2 separate regions of the Urocitellus parryii genome follow, and region 2 is linked to region 1. Evidence: chromatin contacts called from public Hi-C data. All regions are on one chromosome and are shown on one strand. The core of a region is the stretch at or near the end of the contact, and the rest is flanking DNA. Distances in the headings are between cores, read along the strand shown. Region 1 holds the start of Babam2 (BRISC and BRCA1 A complex member 2). Region 2 holds the start of Fosl2 (FOS like 2, AP-1 transcription factor subunit).

What was found. A called contact is a pair of places that touch in the nucleus more often than the background predicts.
Region 2: a contact with region 1 is called in a Hi-C map of liver, with 5 times the contacts expected there. The contact joins the promoter of Fosl2 here to the promoter of Babam2 in region 1. A contact is called at or near these places in 2 of 2 Hi-C or Micro-C datasets (liver and muscle).

The regions. Positions count from the first base shown.
Region 1 is chr12:52,421,207-52,424,158 of mUroPar1.hap1, forward strand. Babam2 (BRISC and BRCA1 A complex member 2) reads left to right here and starts at 1,522. Exons shown (of 12, transcript XM_026391012.2): 1 at 1,522-1,625. Rbks (ribokinase) reads right to left here and starts at 1,872. Exons shown (of 8, transcript XM_077791694.1): 1 at 1,807-1,872.
Region 2 is chr12:52,865,893-52,868,844 of mUroPar1.hap1, forward strand. It overlaps Fosl2 (FOS like 2, AP-1 transcription factor subunit), which reads left to right and starts at 1,497. Exons shown (of 4, transcript XM_026383868.2): 1 at 1,497-2,412. The coding sequence starts at 2,311.

The DNA of each region.
Region 1 (2,952 bases), core at 272-2,771:
AGCCCAAGAGGGTTGGGGAGGGGTTAGTATTTCCAGATAAGACCAATAAAAATAAATAAGGCCAATAAAAATAAAGAACAGGGCTGGAGTTGTAGCTTAGTGGTAGAACACTTGCCTCACAAGCATGGATTTGGTGACTTATTTTTACTGTCATCCTTTGGCAAAACAAGATTTAGGGACAGATGAGGTCTTACTGCAGTATGCCTAATAATTTTTTTAATGACATAAACCCTCATTATAATAAAACACTGTTCACCCACATATTAAACTGAAACAATCTGAGAAGTAGGATTTCCTTAAAATATTTGATTTTTTTCATACAATTAATTTTGTAGTTAGAAAATCAATTTTCATTAAAAAAGATGATAAATCAGAAGGATCTGTTCTCCAAAGTCATGGACCTAATTCGTCTATCTTCATTTAGCACGTTTTCGGCTCCTGTTTGATTATAAATTTTTAGTGGTTGTAAAGATTGTTTATGGATTTTTGTTTTGACTCACACTTTGGTTACCATAAGGTAATCCGTGATTACAACAATACTGAAAAGCAAGCTGTAACCGTAAAATACGGCAGGAATGCCAATAATCAATACAGTGAACGGTGTCTTTTTGACCCCTGCTTAACTCATTATTTTACATAACAAGCTCAGACGAAGAATACCCAATTCAGATAGTGTTTCGGCTGACAAAATACTTAATTTAGTCCTCACAACAACCCTGTGAGGTAGGCCTATTCTAGGAGGTAGGATGACGTGGCAGTCACCTGGCAGGTCACGGGGAAGGCGCAGCAGCCTGGCCAAGGAGACAGGCATAGGTCTGGAGGCGCTTCTGATTATACTGGAGCCTTCACTAAACCCTGCCCTCCTCATCCCTCTCCTGCCATGTATCTTTACAAACCCGAATTCTCCCTTTTCCAAATAAGAAAGGCGGGCTGCGGGTTGGGGAAACCTGTAGCTCACATCCAGGGCGACCCTGTCGGTCCCCAAAGTCCCAGCGCTAGGCGCTGAGCACCGTCCACCCCCTCCCGAAAGTCGCTTGCCGACGACAGACTAACCTGACCAGGTCGGTCACGCAGGAGCCCACTACTACCACCGCCGCCACCTCCTCCTGACACTGCCTCCGGGGCTCCCCAGACGCCGCCATGGCTAGATGAGGTGCTGTCCAACTTGGACTGTACCCTTTGCACTTTGCCCGACCCTTTAACCAGAGATGCCGCTCCTACCCTCTTATCGAAGCGGGCCTTTCACACGCCTACGCGGGTCGCCCACCCGAATGCCCGAACAACCCCGCCCGACAACGGCCCCCAGTTCTTTCAGGAATTGTCTCCCGCACCGCCTCATGTTCCAGGACCCTCCTGATACTACGAGTGCCAGGCTCCTCGCCACGCGCGAGGCAGGCGCTGACCCAGAGCTTTCAGGCACTGCGGGGACGCCTTTCCGAGCGCCAGGCGGGAGCGGCACGGGGGCGCGCACGCCGCCACACTCCCGAAGGGGGCGGGGCGGGGCGTCCGGGAGCGCGCACGCATCCGGCCCGCGGTGCGCGTTCAGGTCGGTGCGTCGGTCGGGGGCGCGCTCGGGTAACCTGTACCCCACGTAGTCGCCGGTTACCGATCGGACTAAGTTCCAGGTACCAGGACTGGGGCTGGTGAGGGGAGGTTGGATCCCGAGTCGCACAGGTGGCGCAGAGATCGATGGCCAGAGGGCTTGCCTACTCTTCCTATAGAGAAGGCCCCCTGTTTCAAAGATGCCCTGCTCACCCCCATCACGCTAGTCCACTCAAGAACGAGTCCCCCAAACCTCAGAGTTACCTGTCTCCCTTTCTGGTCCACCCCTTGGTCCCTAATGAACCCTCAGGGTGATCCCTCTTTCCTCTTGATGAGGGGATCATACAATTTGGGAGAAGGGGGAGCGTCCCCTTTTAAATGTTCTTGGAGTTGGGTGGTCATTCTTTGAGTCTGAAACGATTTGTTTTTCCTGATTTTGCCCCTTGGAGAAATTGCTTCCCCAGTGTGACTTCCCTCGTGTGCTGTATGACGTTGATGTGACGCAGCAAGGGGGGGCCACCCCTTTCCGTTCCATGACGTCAACTGGACACGTGTTTCCGTGCTTGTCATCCTATCCTAATTGCAAGAGCCTGGACAGTGCTTTAGACGTCTTTGTATTCCCCAGGCAGCCTACCAGAAGACCTGATGTGACCTTATTTTGGGGCAGGAGATCTTTGTAAAAATGTATTTTTGCATTTTCCTTATGCAGTACGTCAAAATCAGGAAATACAAATTGCAGAACTGGCATTCAAAAGAGGCTGGCTACCCCAAATTTCTGGCTATCTGGAATCTGTTACAATATTGCCATTGTCTCATTTGTCTTATTTAGGGGGAAGTGGTCCAATCCATGTCCCTGCTCACTGCACCAAAGGACCACCTTGTTTGGTTATTATTCAATGACCCGATTTTGGAACCAGTATTCTTTCCCTCTTTCTTAGATAAGTCACACCTTCTCATGATTGAAAAAGATGTCAATCCTGCATGGAATCTAGCACTATCAAAAAAAAAAAATAGTACTATGACTGTTCCAGAAATAAAGCCAAATTCATTCCCTCAGTGTCATCCTAAAGTCATGACACTTGCTGAATTGTTCACTGTTAGTATGGTTAGCTTCTGGTTCAGGTTTAGAATTTAACTATTGAATCATTTAAGCCAACTTCCGCAGTAGGTCCACAGTAGTCTAGTTTGTCTCTGGTTTTGAAACAATCATTTATTTAAATTCTGACTGAGTCTTGATGTCAAGAAAAAAAAATCACCTTGATGTTTTTTAATTTATGTGATCTTTTTAACTTATGTTATTTGATAGGAAGACAGGAATAGTGGACTTTGAGAATCCTCAAAATTCGAATTTGAATTTAAATTCTTATCTGTTTGCCATGTTTGTGACTCTGAATAAAGCATCTTGCTTGC
Region 2 (2,952 bases), core at 247-2,746, 440 kb after region 1:
ACTAGAACACACCGTGTTTAACAATCCGCGATGGACCCCCATCCACACATCTCCTCGTTTGGTCCTCATAAGGACCCTTTGGGATAGAGACAGCACTACTTAAGAATTGGGTAAAATAAGGCTAAGGCAGACCCTGGACCAGAAGTCCAGGTACTGCGCTTCTGGCCGCACCACATCATCTCCGTAGGATTGGTGCTCCGGAGCAGACAAGGGCCTTAGAAGGTCATCTGTCCTAAACCCTTCATTATACAGGAGGAAACTGAGACCCAGAGAGGTTGAGGGACTCGCCCAAGATCTCACAGCTCGTAAATTGCAGAGCCTGGCGTTCGTACTCCAAGCCCTGTGCTCTTTACCCTGCACCCCGCCCCGCCCAGCGAGGCGGGAAGGCCTAGGAGTCTGGCTACGCGCGCCTTGAACTTCACTCCCAAACAGCTGAAGACAACTGGGGGCACACCCTCTCGCTGGCCTCCCCCTCTCCCTGGTGTTCTTCTGTTTAATTCTTAACAGTCTGGAGTTTGCTTATAAGGCCCGATGACTCCTATTGGTTACGTCCTGATTGCCTGGCGCAGAGGATCGCTGGAATGTCTTGACTAATTTCGTCTTCAAGGCTACTCCTAACAAATTAATTGTAGGACCGAAAAAACAAAACAAAACACAAAAACACAAAAAAAGGGAAGCAGTGGGCCGCCCAACACACAGGGAAAGATAGGCAGGCCACCCCGCCTGGCGGCGCCGCGCCGCGCCCGGCGAAGACCCGGCCGCAGGGCGGCGCGGATACCCCGCGCGCCCAGGGTTCCCGCTGCACCCAGCGGCGCCACGGAGGGCGCGGACGACCGCGCGCGGCCGCGCCCTCCCTGCAAGCGGCTCTGCGAGCTAGGTTCCCGGCCTCGCGGTGGCGCCGCACTGAGCCGCCCGTCTGGTCTCGAGGACTGTGATTGTTTTCTAAAACCTAGAGCTGAGGCCCTCGCGGCCTCTGTCGGGGCCCCGCCCCAAGCCCCTTCCCGGGGCGGGGGAGGCCGTGGTGCGCAAGAGAGCAGGCGAGGGAATCCCTCTCCCTCCACGTCACCCGAAAGCGAGGAAACCCGCACTCGCGTCCTCTAACGCAAATGACCATCTTTGGCAACGTGCGCCAATGGAACAGACCAAGGGCGCTGGGCTCGGGGGGGTGGGCGGGGGTGGGGAAGGGCCAGGGCTGCCTCGGCTCCCCCAAACCCTGTGGGCTGCCTGCTCCCACCCTGGCCACTGCCTTCCTTCCTCGCGCGGGGTGTTCGGCAGGCGTCAGCGCTGCGGAGAGCCGGGCCAGTGAGGGGAGCGCTGCGCCCGCCTCCTCCCCTCCCGCGCCTCTTCCTCCTCCTCCTCCTGGGCCTCCTCCCCCCGCCTCCTCGCGCGCTCCTCCCTGCAAGGTGGAGTCGAGGTTGACGTGAGTGAATCCACATGGTACGGAGCTGGAGAATAAAGAGTGTGGAGTTGAACTCGTGCCATTGTAGTGACTCATCTCGGGCCGAGCGCAGGGGCTCCAAGCGAACCGGGGAGCGAGCAGCGCTCGGCAGGGACAGAGAGGGAGAGAGAGAGAGAGGGCGAGGCGCGGACGCGCGAGGCCGGCCGGTCCGGGAGCGGGCGCCGGGCAAGGGGTGCAGGTCGAGGCGCCGGAGCGGGACCACGTCCCCCTCAGCGCCGGCTCAGCTGGAACCCCACCGGCCGCAGTTCAGCGGGCGCGCTCCGGAGCGGGACGGGCGCACGCTGCTTTCTCCCAGTCAAGTGTCCGAGCCGCTCAGAAACTCAGGCAGCGAGTCGGCCACAGGAAGTTTATTCTCGGGCTCATTTTCTAAAAGGAGGAAACAGAAGTTTCTCCAAGCGAGCTGCCTTTCTTTTCGCCTTTTTTGCCCTGTCTGATTTCGGGGGTCCCCGGAACTGACAGGCGAGGCTCAGCCGGTTCCTGTTCTTTAATTTCCAATTTTTCTTTGGGCCGCGGGTCCAGGCTGAGCTCCGGTAGAGCGCGGGGGCGGGAGGGCGCGCGCAGGGGAGGGACCGAGGGACGCGCCGACTTTTTAGAGGGAGGGACCGGGTGGACAACTGGTCCCGAGGCGCTCCCGGAGCAGGAAAGAAGTGCCGTGCTAGGCGCGCGGGGACACTTCCCGGGTGTCACCGCCTCCTGGTCCGCGCCGGCCGCCGTGGGGGAAAGGCAGGGAGCGAAGATTAGAGCCCGCGGCGCGGCCGGCGGACCAGCGAGCACGCAGCAGCCTGTGCGCGGCCGCGGCGAGGGCGGGGAAGAAAAACACCCTGTTTCCTCTCCGGCCCCCACCGCGGATCATGTACCAGGATTATCCCGGGAACTTTGACACCTCGTCCCGGGGCAGCAGCGGCTCTCCTGCGCACGCCGAGTCCTACTCCAGCGGTGGCGGCGGCCAGCAGGTAGGTGTGGGCCCCGGGTGCACCTGGCGGCGCGGGAGGACCCCCGCGCTTCTCTTCTTCTCTCTCTCTCTCTCCCTTGCATTCTTCGCTTGGTGAGAAAATACCTACGGGGCACAGTTGTAAGTTGTGGATTTTTGTCCTGTCTGCCCCACCCACCCCACCACTTTTATTTTTTAAACTGGAGCAGGGAATGGGCTCTAATAGTCAACAGATCCTTCCCTTCTCACTGCCTCTTATTCAGAAAAGCTCCTGTAATTGCAGGTCTCCCCGGAGACTGCTACCTCCTTCCACCACCCCCCCCTTCCCCTCTTTTGGTGGTGTACGGACAAGGAAATCTTTGCACCCACGAACCCCTCCCAACAGCCAAGTCCCTGATCCTGCGGGAAAGCCCTCTTCCTCACTTCTGTTCTCCATCAGTCTTAACTCGTTTCTGAAAAAGGCTGGGTATTCAAAAATACAGTTGGGCTCCTTCAAGTACTCCGGGAGTGAGGGCGAGGGTTGCCTCTGGGAATCAGGTGCGAAGGTCAGGAAGGAAGGGGC